Regions from separate parts of the Gossypium hirsutum genome. Here region 1 is linked to region 2. A link is a contact called in public Hi-C data. All regions are on one chromosome and are shown on one strand. Each heading gives the region's core, a stretch centred on a gene start, on an enhancer-like site or on the middle of the called end of the contact. The rest is flanking DNA. Distances are from core to core; before and after follow the strand shown.

The links. Hi-C and Micro-C count contacts between places; a contact is called where the count stands out from the background.
Region 1: a contact with region 2 is called in a Hi-C map of leaf, with 4 times the contacts expected there. The contact joins the promoter of LOC121219611 here to the enhancer-like site in region 2. A contact is called at or near these places in 5 of 34 Hi-C or Micro-C datasets (hypocotyl, leaf and petal).

Annotation. Positions count from the first base shown.
Region 1 is chrD07:27,584,443-27,589,914 of Gossypium_hirsutum_v2.1, forward strand. It overlaps LOC121219611 (probable arabinose 5-phosphate isomerase), which reads left to right and starts at 2,168. Exons shown (of 3, transcript XM_041098101.1): 1 at 2,168-3,019; 2 at 3,387-3,610; 3 at 3,722-4,034. The coding sequence starts at 2,366. The coding sequence ends at 3,878. It overlaps LOC121219610 (probable inactive lysine-specific demethylase JMJ19), which reads right to left. Exons shown (of 8, transcript XM_041098099.1): 8 at 4,354-5,472. The coding sequence ends at 4,692.
Region 2 is chrD07:27,351,854-27,357,236 of Gossypium_hirsutum_v2.1, forward strand. No RefSeq gene overlaps it. Among protein-coding and RNA genes, the nearest start is that of LOC107954637, 18 kb to the left of the region's middle. Within about 2 kb of position 1,343, at least 2 of the 9 cell types and tissues checked have an H3K27ac peak or open chromatin away from gene starts, as enhancers often do. A contact at or near this core is called in leaf, where this site is marked.

The DNA of each region.
Region 1 (5,472 bases), core at 918-3,417, 230 kb after region 2:
GTTTAGCAAAGGATTAATAAATTACTAATTTTTTAAAGAATAACAAAAAGAGTGAGGATGACACAATATACTTAACACAATAACACAATGTACTTAGCATCATAAAGCTACCCTAATCCCTAATTCTGAATCCAGAACCAGTACAAAATGTACCATCATCTCCCTACTCATCTCTTCCACTACTCTTTTACGTCTCTAATCAGTGTAATTAGTGTTCAAAATTATGAGAAATTTTTAGCTCCTTAATATCTTTGGTCGAATGAGTAAACTGACATGTCTATCATAGCCAGCTATGACCAAATAAAGCTCTCAAATACAAATAAGTGCACCAATGAAACAATTAAAGTTACAAATTTATCATCATATAGGCTTAATAAACATAAAACATCAAAACTGCTCCAATCCAATGAAAAAAAGAAACACATGAATGTAATTAAATCTCTCATTTTCATGCTTGTATTCCATAAAACTAAAGCAATCCCTATAATCTTCAACCAAATTTATATCTAAAAAAAGACTATCAGTAGGATCGTTCCAATAAGCAGTAGCAAACCCAGAGTTTTTCTTAATGTGAAATCGAAACAAAAAAGTTCAATTAAAAAATTAATAAAAAGAGGCAAGATATTTAGGACAGACAATATCCAAAATCCAAAATCCAAAATCGTTCCAATAAGCAGTAGCAAACCCATCAATCTTAATGGCATGTAATTTATTAATCTAAATACAAAACCTGAATTCCAGGTCAGTTAATGAATAAAGCACATTTGAACTACCCAAATTAAAATTTCTAAAATTTTAACACGATTGAAAACTAAAGGAAGTAAATTTTAACAAACCCAAACAAAAAAACATGAAAAACCTCACATACTTGCTAAGACTCACGGAGGCTGGCGACTGAGTTCGTTGTTGGGTAAAGTGGCTAGGCGTCGGGAAACTGGGTAAACGGTTGCTCAGTTACAGCCTCTGAGGAAAGGGGGCACAATAGGTGTTTAGGGTTTCGAGAAATCAAAGAACTGAGAGGATTTTCTGGTATAAAATAGAAGAACAAGTTTTTTTTTTATTTTAGTCAAGCAAAGAACAGGCTGAGAAAGAAAAGGGGATCGGGGGAGATGATATCAACGGCTTGTATCAAATAAAAGGGAATTGGGAAAAATGGCACCGTTTGCGGAAGAAAAGGGAATTGGGAAAAACGGCATCGTTTGCGAAAGAAAAGGGAATCAGTTTGTATCAAAGAATAAAAACGGCGCCGTTTCAATCAAAATTAAAAAATTCGCGGCCATTACCTTACTTTTTGCGGCGATTATAAGAAAAACGCCGCTATTGTTTTACCTTTTGCGGTAACAAAAAGGCCACTAATAGTATATATTTGCAACATTCAATCCAAACGTCACTAAAAACGCTGTTAAAAGTTTAATTTGTTGAATTTTTTGTTTAAAGATTTTTATTTTATTTTTAGGTTTCCTTTTTTTATTTTGAATGTTTTATTTTTTATAATTTTAAAATTTTGTATTAATTCTTTAATTTTTTTAGAAAATACTTTATTGAAATTTTTATAAAAGTTAAATTATTAACGAACATAAGATGTAAGAAAATATAATGTCAAATCGGCAAAAATCAACCACATATACTGTCATGGGGACAAAAACTAAAGTCAACATCAGCTAATTATCTCAAGATTTAATGGTGTCATCGTGAATAACAAAGGCCATTAGTAAAAAAAAAATTGATGAATTTCAGAAATGGTTTAGTGCAATAAAAAATATAAAAACGTGTTTTATATAATTATCTTTTATATAATTTATTTATGTTATACAATTATAATAAAAATAATTTGATTCGAAGTTGGATCAAGAATTTGATTTGATAAACTTTTTACATATATTTCTAAATATTCCTCTAGACATTCCATTTTTTACTATTTTCTTCTTCTTTACTTCATCAAAATAGCTTGTCCTTCTTTCTTTATTTTTATTGATATTGTGTATCAACCATTTATATATTTTTTCTTGAAATAATAGTTTAATTATAATAAAAATATATTGATTGGGTTTTAATTCACTATAATGTCTTCTTCTTTTTTCGATTTAAAAGTTTAATGAAATGTATGTAGAAGTAAGTATTATGTAAAAGATATATTTGCCTAAAGAATGTAGAGATCAACCAATTTAGCAATGCCTGCCGACACACATATTGAGAGGAGTCCAAAAGTAGACTATCTATTCTTTACCGACAAAAATAATGAAGGGCCAAATCAACCCAAAAATAAAGGCCCCAATATAGGCCAATAATAATACCATTCCACCACTCTCTCTTCTTCATTTATTTGCAAATAATACCATCGGATCGGATCTGAAACAAATCAACAATGGGATCGCTTCCTCCGTCACTAGACCTCCCATCGCCGCCGCCCAAAAATCCCCAACATGAGCGAGTTTCCGAAACTACCCTTTTCAACCTCTTCAAAGCCCAACAAGGCCACCTCAATTACTTCTTCCAGAACCTCGATTTGTCCCAAGCATTGTCTTTCACTGAAACCCTCCTTAATTCTCGGGGCACCATTTTCTTCTCTGGTGTCGGAAAATCCGGATTCGTCGCCAACAAGATCTCCCAGACCTTAGTTTCTCTCGGCATCCGCTCCGCTTTCCTCTCCCCTCTCGACGCCCTCCACGGCGACATTGGCGCGCTCTCCGCCGCCGACATCCTCGTCCTCTTTTCGAAATCCGGCTCCACTGAAGAACTCCTACGTCTCATCCCCTGTGCTAGAGCCAAGGGGGTTTATCTCATTTCGGTCACCTCCGTCCCCAAAAATGCCTTGGCAAACGCTTGCGATATGAACGTGCATCTTCCGTTGGAGAGGGAGTTGTGTCCGTTTGATTTGGCGCCGGTTACTTCGACAGCGATCCAGATGGTTTTCGGAGATACGGTGGCAATAGCGCTTATGGGAGCTAGGAACTTGACTAAGGATCAATATGCGGCCAATCATCCTGCTGGTCGGATTGGGAAAAGCCTTATTTTTAAGGTTTGTTTGATTAATTGCTGACTTTCTGATCAATGTCTTCATAAAATTTAACTGCTTTTGTTTATGAGATGCTGGATCATTAGTGGGTTTTCGCTGATTTTTTTTTTCTTTTAAGTTGGCTGCCCATAATTGTTTGAGATCTGGGTTTAATTGAAAGATCCAAAGCCGGTTCTGTATGTTTGCCGTTGAATGATCGATATAAGAAACAGTAGACATAAGTTTGATGGATTTAAGAGAACTATCTTCAGGTTCATGTCATTTGCAATTAAATCGAGATTTGAAGCTGAAATTTTTTTTCTATTTCAGTTAGTTTTGTTTTCAAATTTATTGGACTTGTAGACTGATGGATTGGTGCTTTCATATGTAGGTAAAAGATGTAATGAAGAAGCAAGATGAGCTTCCAGTTTGCAAGGAAGGAGATTTGATAATGGAGCAGCTGGTGGAGCTTACTAGGAAAGGATGTGGGTGCTTGCTGGTTATAGATGAGGAATATCACTTGCTTGGCACATTTACAGATGGTGATTTGCGGCGTACGCTTAAGGCTAGCGGAGAAGCCATATTCAAGCTCACGGTCGGTGAAATGTGCAACAGGTAAACCAAATGGCGAATGCCCATAACTATTGTAGTAACTTGTTGAGTTTCTTTCTGATGTTTTCAATCAAAGTGACTTAAAACCCTCATTTGTTTGTATCACTGTATCAGGAAACCAAGAACCATTGGTCCGGATGCGATGGCAGTGGAAGCCATGCAAAAGATGGAATCACCACCATCTGCTGTACAATTTCTGCCTGTAATTGATCGTCAAAATACCTTGATCGGTATTGTCACATTGCATGGATTAGTTTCAGCTGGTCTTTGAAATATACGGTCTTGTGTGGTTTTGAATGTTGATACCCTGACATAATTCTTTTGTAAGTTTGGAGTAGAATTTAAATTCAACCTGATGATAGCTTCTTATGTATACAAGATATTTGAATATTATTTATCAATTCATTAATTCGATGTGATTTATTTATTTTGGACGTCAAAGAGGAATTTCTCGCTTGCTTACTGCTCGGTTATCAGAATCCACCCTTATTCTACTATAAGCTGGCATTCGTAATCTATGGTTTCGGTTACCTTCTCGATGGGCTTTTATGGATTTGGACAATGAAGCCTTGACCCAAGTTTGATATGGGTCTGAGAGAGCATTCTAAATCTTGTTACACAGTAAGAAGATGCTTCTGTTGAAGATTACAGGTACACTGCCATGGAAAAAGGGAAGAGAAAATTTTGCAAAAATAGCAAAAGAGCTTAAACTGACTAGACCTTCAAAAAGAAAAGATGGGTACAGATTACCAAAACTTTCTACCATCTGAAGTATATTATTTGAACTCGTTCAAAAAACAATGTCGATAATCTGACTTCAATGTCCTAAAGACTGCAAATCTGACTTACAGTACATGTTTCCCCTTCGTTTTCATTGAATAACAGGTAAAAGTTCTAGAGCAGCAAGATAGGCAACACGGCAAGCAAATAACAGAAAAGGTGAAAAGGCTCTATATCATTTCCTATGTCGACTTAGAACTAATGTTGCTCTACGATGTACATTTGAATAACTGATATATATACCCATGTAGATACTTCAACCATTGTTTTCGAGGCCTACACTAGTTGTAGAGTCAGTTCAGATTTACTTCTTTTTTCGTTTCTTGGAAGCTGGATGGCTCATAGGTAGTCCTTCGGAAGTAGATTTAAAATGTTTCGCTGTACCATGCTCACTGGAATTATCTTTAAGAAGCTCAGATAATGTGACTTTTCTTTTAGGAGGCCTCCTTCGTTGAGATAATGTCACTTCTCTTTCACTTGCAGGCTGACTAGGTGAAGGCCTTGAACTTAAGGTAGATAAGACGCATCCTTTTCCTCCATCATCAAGGTCAAGGTCTGTCGTGTCATCCGATTCTGAGGAACTTGATGATAAATCTTCTGGCATCACCTCTCTAAGTAACAAGGAAGTATCATCTTGAGTCACCCTTGGAAGGGAAGGAGTTGATACCATCTCCTCTTTTGATTTTCGTTCATGCAGGCACTGTAATTGCTGTATACGGGCCTTTATTTCTGCCTTGATGGAAGAAACAGCACTCAAACCATTGCCATATGACGTTACTGCATCTTGGAGCTTGTGCGCTTTTTTTCCTTCATCTTCTCTGAATGATTTTTCCTTGGGAGTGTAGTGGCGAAGACCCAAATTCAGGTCCTCTCTAGCCCATGCATGCACCGCACTCAATGTTCCTTCCACTGCTTCAACAAGCATATTTAATTCGTTGATTTCGTACTTGTAGAGGAAAATCTTTTCTGTCCATGTGCAAGAACAGAGCCGCTTTGCATGATTTAAACACAAATATCTATCAGAAGAACATGAACAGTGCACTGCTGAGAGGTGCAAATCAAAGTAACATATGCTACATTCCCTT
Region 2 (5,383 bases), core at 93-2,592:
ATCGAGTTTTCGAATCTCATTTTATCATCCTAACTTTATTTGAAGTTTTCTCGAATCGAGTTGAGTGAGATGGAATTTGAATCGAATCGAATCGAATATATTTATTTGAGTTAAATTTTAAAAAATAAATTTGGGTCCTTGTAACCATTATCACCCATCGTAATAAAATTTTTCCACATTAATCAATTTTTTATTAACTTTCATCACTTCATAATTTATTTATTAATTTTTTATATATTGGTTAGCTTCTTTGGTTGCTTAGTTGTTTCAATTATCTTCAGATTCTTGTCACTGTGTATTTTAGAATTAAAAAATATATTAAATGTAAAAATATGATTTTTTAATAAATGTTATTTTAAAAATAAAATGTGAAATTGATACCAATATAAAATTTTAACATGAATATTTTATGGCATAATTAATAATTCAATTTTAATATAAATATTCAATATGACTAAACAATTCAATAATATAAATAATATAAAATGTGAAATTTAATTTAATAATATAAATAGTAGATATAAATAAAATTATTACTATTTATGTTTAGTGATTTTTTTGGATAATTTTGATTTTTTATTTGAGAGTAAAGGGAGAGAAGTAAAAGTTTAGGGGAAAAATTAAAAAGTTTTGGGAATAAAAGTTTGAGGGAAAGTAAATAGGGAGAGTAAAATTTTGGAGGGAAAATATTAAAAAAAATTGGAGGGGGGAGGGTTTGGGATAGATGAGAGGTGAGATGGGAAGGAAATAAAAGTTTTAGGGGAAAAGTAGGAGGGAGTAAAAATTTTGGGGGAAAATAAAAGGTTTTGAGGGTTTTTGGGAGTAAAATTTTGAGAAAAAATAAATGGGAAAGTAAAATTTTGGTGGGAAATGGATTTTGGGTAGATTGGGGGGTGGGAGGGGAGGGGAGTAAAAGTTTTGGGGGAAATGTCGAAAGGAGTAAAAGTTTTGAGGGAAAAGTAAAAAGGTTAGGGAGTTTGGGGTAAAAATGTAAAATATTATAGTTTGATACTCGAATTATTCGAATTATTCGAGTTATTTGAATTCGAAAACTCAACTCAATTCGAACTCGAAATTCAAAAAAAAAATCGAGTTGATTCGAATAACTCGATGAACTCGAATAACTCGATTCGTTTAACTCGAAATTTAAATTTTTTTTCAACTTTTTCAAGTCGAATCGAATTTTGCTCACCCGTACTCTAAATACCATCTTCAACCTAGATTGAAATGTCACTCGTTCACTTCAATTGAAAGGGAAAAGAAAGAGACAAAACTAATGTGTGGCTAACGCTATCCCTTAAGATCCCTTGAAACCACAACTTCTATCCTCTTTTTTCTTGTTTTTTTATACAACTGGGTATATTTCATGCAAGGTACAATTTGAGCAAAGCCGACATGTCACAATGGTCCAGAAACATCCAAAACGCTTCAAGCTATCAAATTGCGCTCAAATATAAGCAATGGGAAACGAAACTAAACAATTTGTACAAAGCTTCATGCTTTTGACTGCTGTCCTGATATGAAAATACATTAATTTTTTCCCCTAGTTTTGTCACCTGGAACTTGTAGCGTGTTCCAACTCCTACTGGTAATGAACTGTTAGAAAAAAAGAAAGTACCCAAGGCAGCCCCTGGTCCACTGATGGTATGCATTGGACTAAATTACTCAACAGCTTGCATTTTGGGTACGATAAAACCTCTGACCAGCTAGACTCCTCTAGTTCTTTTTCTTACTGCTCCCTATGTCATTGACCTTCATGTCTGATATCTGGTGTGATCAATATCTTATTCATGAGTCTCTAGTTTGATCCCTAAATGAAGTAGAAAAAATGGGTTTTTCTAGATGACAGAAGATTAGGTTATGTTCCATTGAATCTGTCCAGAAAAATAAAAGAAAATGGAGCATTGATCACCTCAAGTAATGGAAACTGCTTCGTTCACAGTTCACCGTGAATGAACCAAACTTTAGACTTAAAAATAATTGTTTGGATGGCTGAATATTTCTACATTAGACTTGAAACATGAAGCACTAAAATGTTTGAGAAAATGCTAAAATGTTAACTATTAGGGAATAGATATTAGCGTACGAAAGGATCTGTTTAGGATTGGGGATTTGAGGTGCTCCGTGTGGCCATTTTCCTGCCGGTTCAAGGCTTTATCAACATAGGTAGAAATTAACTATTACGGGGCCGAAAATAAAAGGCCAATTTTTAGCAATGCAAGATTTTGGTCCACTCCCCTCTTATCAATTATATGTAGCAACTATAGTAATATTAAATAACAAAGTCCATGTATTGAAATAATAGAGATTTTTGGACCCTCTTAAAAAAAGGAAAAAAATTATTAATCTAAAAACAAGAGATCATCATGCTTCAATTATTTTGTTAAATGTTCATATGCCCTCCTTCCTTAATGAAATATATATTTTTTAATAGTTGAATTGATAGGATGGAATGAGATGTAGGGATCAACAAAATTCGATTTGATTTAGAAAATAATTTTTTTTTAATTTTGAGATAATCGATTTGAGTCATTAAAGTTATTCAATTTTTTTTGAATCAGCTTGAATAAGTAATTTGATTTTTCAAGTATGAGTCAAGTTGAATTTGACATCTCAAATAATTCAGATAACTCAAATAACAAATTGGTCTAAATATCCCTTGGGTCCCTAATAGTTTTGAAAATATGCAAATTGATCCCTCTAAAAAAAATCAAAATATTTATAAAATACTTTTCTTCAAAATTTTATAAAAATATATATTCAAAAAATAAAAAAAATTAAAAATATATAAAAATTCTAAATTATATTTAAAGTTATTAGAATATGATAAATTTGAAGCCTTAAACAATTAAGTTATCAAATCAAGTTTATCATACTAATTATATAATTTCTTTAGTTTGTTTTAAAATAGCTTTCTAGTATATATTTGGTATCAATGTTCATTACTTTTAATTCGGAATTAGTCATAACGTAAACAAGATTTCAATATGATTGATTTAGTTTTTCTAATTTAACTCGAACAAATTATTCTACTCAACTTGATTCGATTTTTATTCCATTTGATTCTATTCAAAAAATTTCAAATCAAATTAAGAATAATAAGATGAGACTTGTCAAGTCAATTAATTTAAAATTTTCAATCAATTAAATTCCATTCAATGAATTATTTTTTAAATAAAAAAAAGCACCAAGAAAAATATGAGGCTAAAATTTATTGCTAGCCTCAGTCATCAATGAATTATACGTGTTGCAATTAAGAGTCTTTCGCTTTTATTTATTATCTTTCATAAATTTGGTTGTAACTTGGCGCAACTCACTAGTTATTAACAATAATGGACCTTAGTTTTTTGAGGTGTTCACTTCAAAACTGGTTTTATGAGTTGGAATCATTTTGCGGTGTTCACTTACTAGTTATGAACAGCTCTGCTTATGATGTATAAATTAATAATGATTGACTCCAATTAGAAGTATACGAGTCAATTGTAAATATAGAAGTAAACAACACACATGATATTGGGATTTCCAAGATAGCGGATTGAAATAATTATCATTTGCACTTTCAAATTCTCATTAATGGAAATGTTACAAAGCCTTTCGTAGCTCAAAACGGACTAAACAAATAGATCCCTTATCACTCTATCTTTTCATTTTATGCCATAATGAAAATCTCATTCATGGAATCAGTTTTAGGAAGAATGGTACTGCTCTATCTCACTTATTGTTTACAGGTGATAACTACAAATTTTTAAAGCTAACCTTGATGAAGGCAACACCGTCAAAAACGTCTTGGAAATAAAAAACAATTGTGGGTTTCCTTTTTTTTTTTTACAAACATTTCAACGATCCATTTCTCCTATAATGATATTATAATTTTATTGTAGCTACTCTAATCAAAACATCAATTTTCATAAATTTGAACTAACTGTATATCCTAATTGTGATCTCCATTTTATGAGGCTCTTCAAAAATCTCTTAGGGGTAAAAGTGAGCAAAGAAGCTGGCAAATATCTTTGTTTCAATCTTCACCTCTAAAACAAAAAGAATCTCTTCTTTCAAAATATCAGCGACAAATTAGGAAAAATTGCAAGGATGGAGATCCATACTACTTTTCCAGAGACAAGCTAACACTTATCAAATCCACCTTGACAAGCATCCCCATTTACCACTTGTCTTGTTTCAATGCTTTTCAAAAGTTTTGCTCGAATGTTGATAGGGGGATAAGAAAATTACAGTGGAATCAATCTGATTCAAACAAGAGAATGCATTTTATCAACTGAAACCAAATATGCCAACCACTTCTAAAAGGTGGTTTAGGGATCAAAACTTGTAAACATTTCAATCAAGTGTTGCTTGCAAAATAGGCCTAGAGAATCATAAAAGGTGAAAACCCTCTCTTGAAGAGCACAATTGTACCCTTATACTGCAAGAATGAATCCTTTATTAGAACTAAACAAAAACCTTCTTAAAATTGGGTATGGAAAAGTATCTTACAAGGAAGATATCTCTTGTTAAAAGGCTTAGATTAGCAACTTAGTGATGGAAAAAAAAATCTTTTCTTGGTTGATGGCAAGATTGTTTATAAATATTTACTACTAACTTTGGCTCCATCTAAGAGGCCCTTTTTCCATCAAATGGACATAGTTGGAATTTTTCCATGTTAAGGGGTACAGTCCCATAAAACTTGATCCCTAAAGTGAACTAAAAAAGGATACCACTCATGGACAAATAAGATAATATGTTGTGGAAACATTGCCCTTGTGGTTCTTACACTATCAAGTCAGGTTATCTATTGCTCACTCATGAATCACCATCAAGTTCTAGTTAATTAGCAATGAGATCAACCACCTTTTAGAGAAAACTTTGGAAACTCAAAATTCCTTAAAAAGTTTAACTCTTTTCTATAGAAGATCACAATCAAGGGTCTACATGTCTAAGAATAAATAAGAAGAAGAATTCATTAGTTGGATCAAACTTGCCTTTTGTGGTGAGGAAAATGAATTTGCAGATAATCTTTTTCTTAAGTGTTCATACTCAATAGTAGTGTGGTTTGGTATTAACCCAAGACTTAGAACTGTTGGTGAGTGAGGATAAAATGAACTTATGAGAAATTACTCGAAGGCTTCAAGGCATGTATCAATACCACTCTCTTTAAGGTTCCATTCACTCCAACCTATATTTTGGTCCGCAAAAGAGTTATTGGAAAAAGAACCTCAAGCATACAACGAATGTAACACCCTTTGCCTGGTCCAATCGTCGGACCCGAACTACGAAATGCTACCACAGTTATCGGATCAAACCACGTACAATTCATAGAAATTAATTCATTCCATCATCAATTCATAAAATAATTCCATGCATATTATGACCTGCAATTCAAACAGGG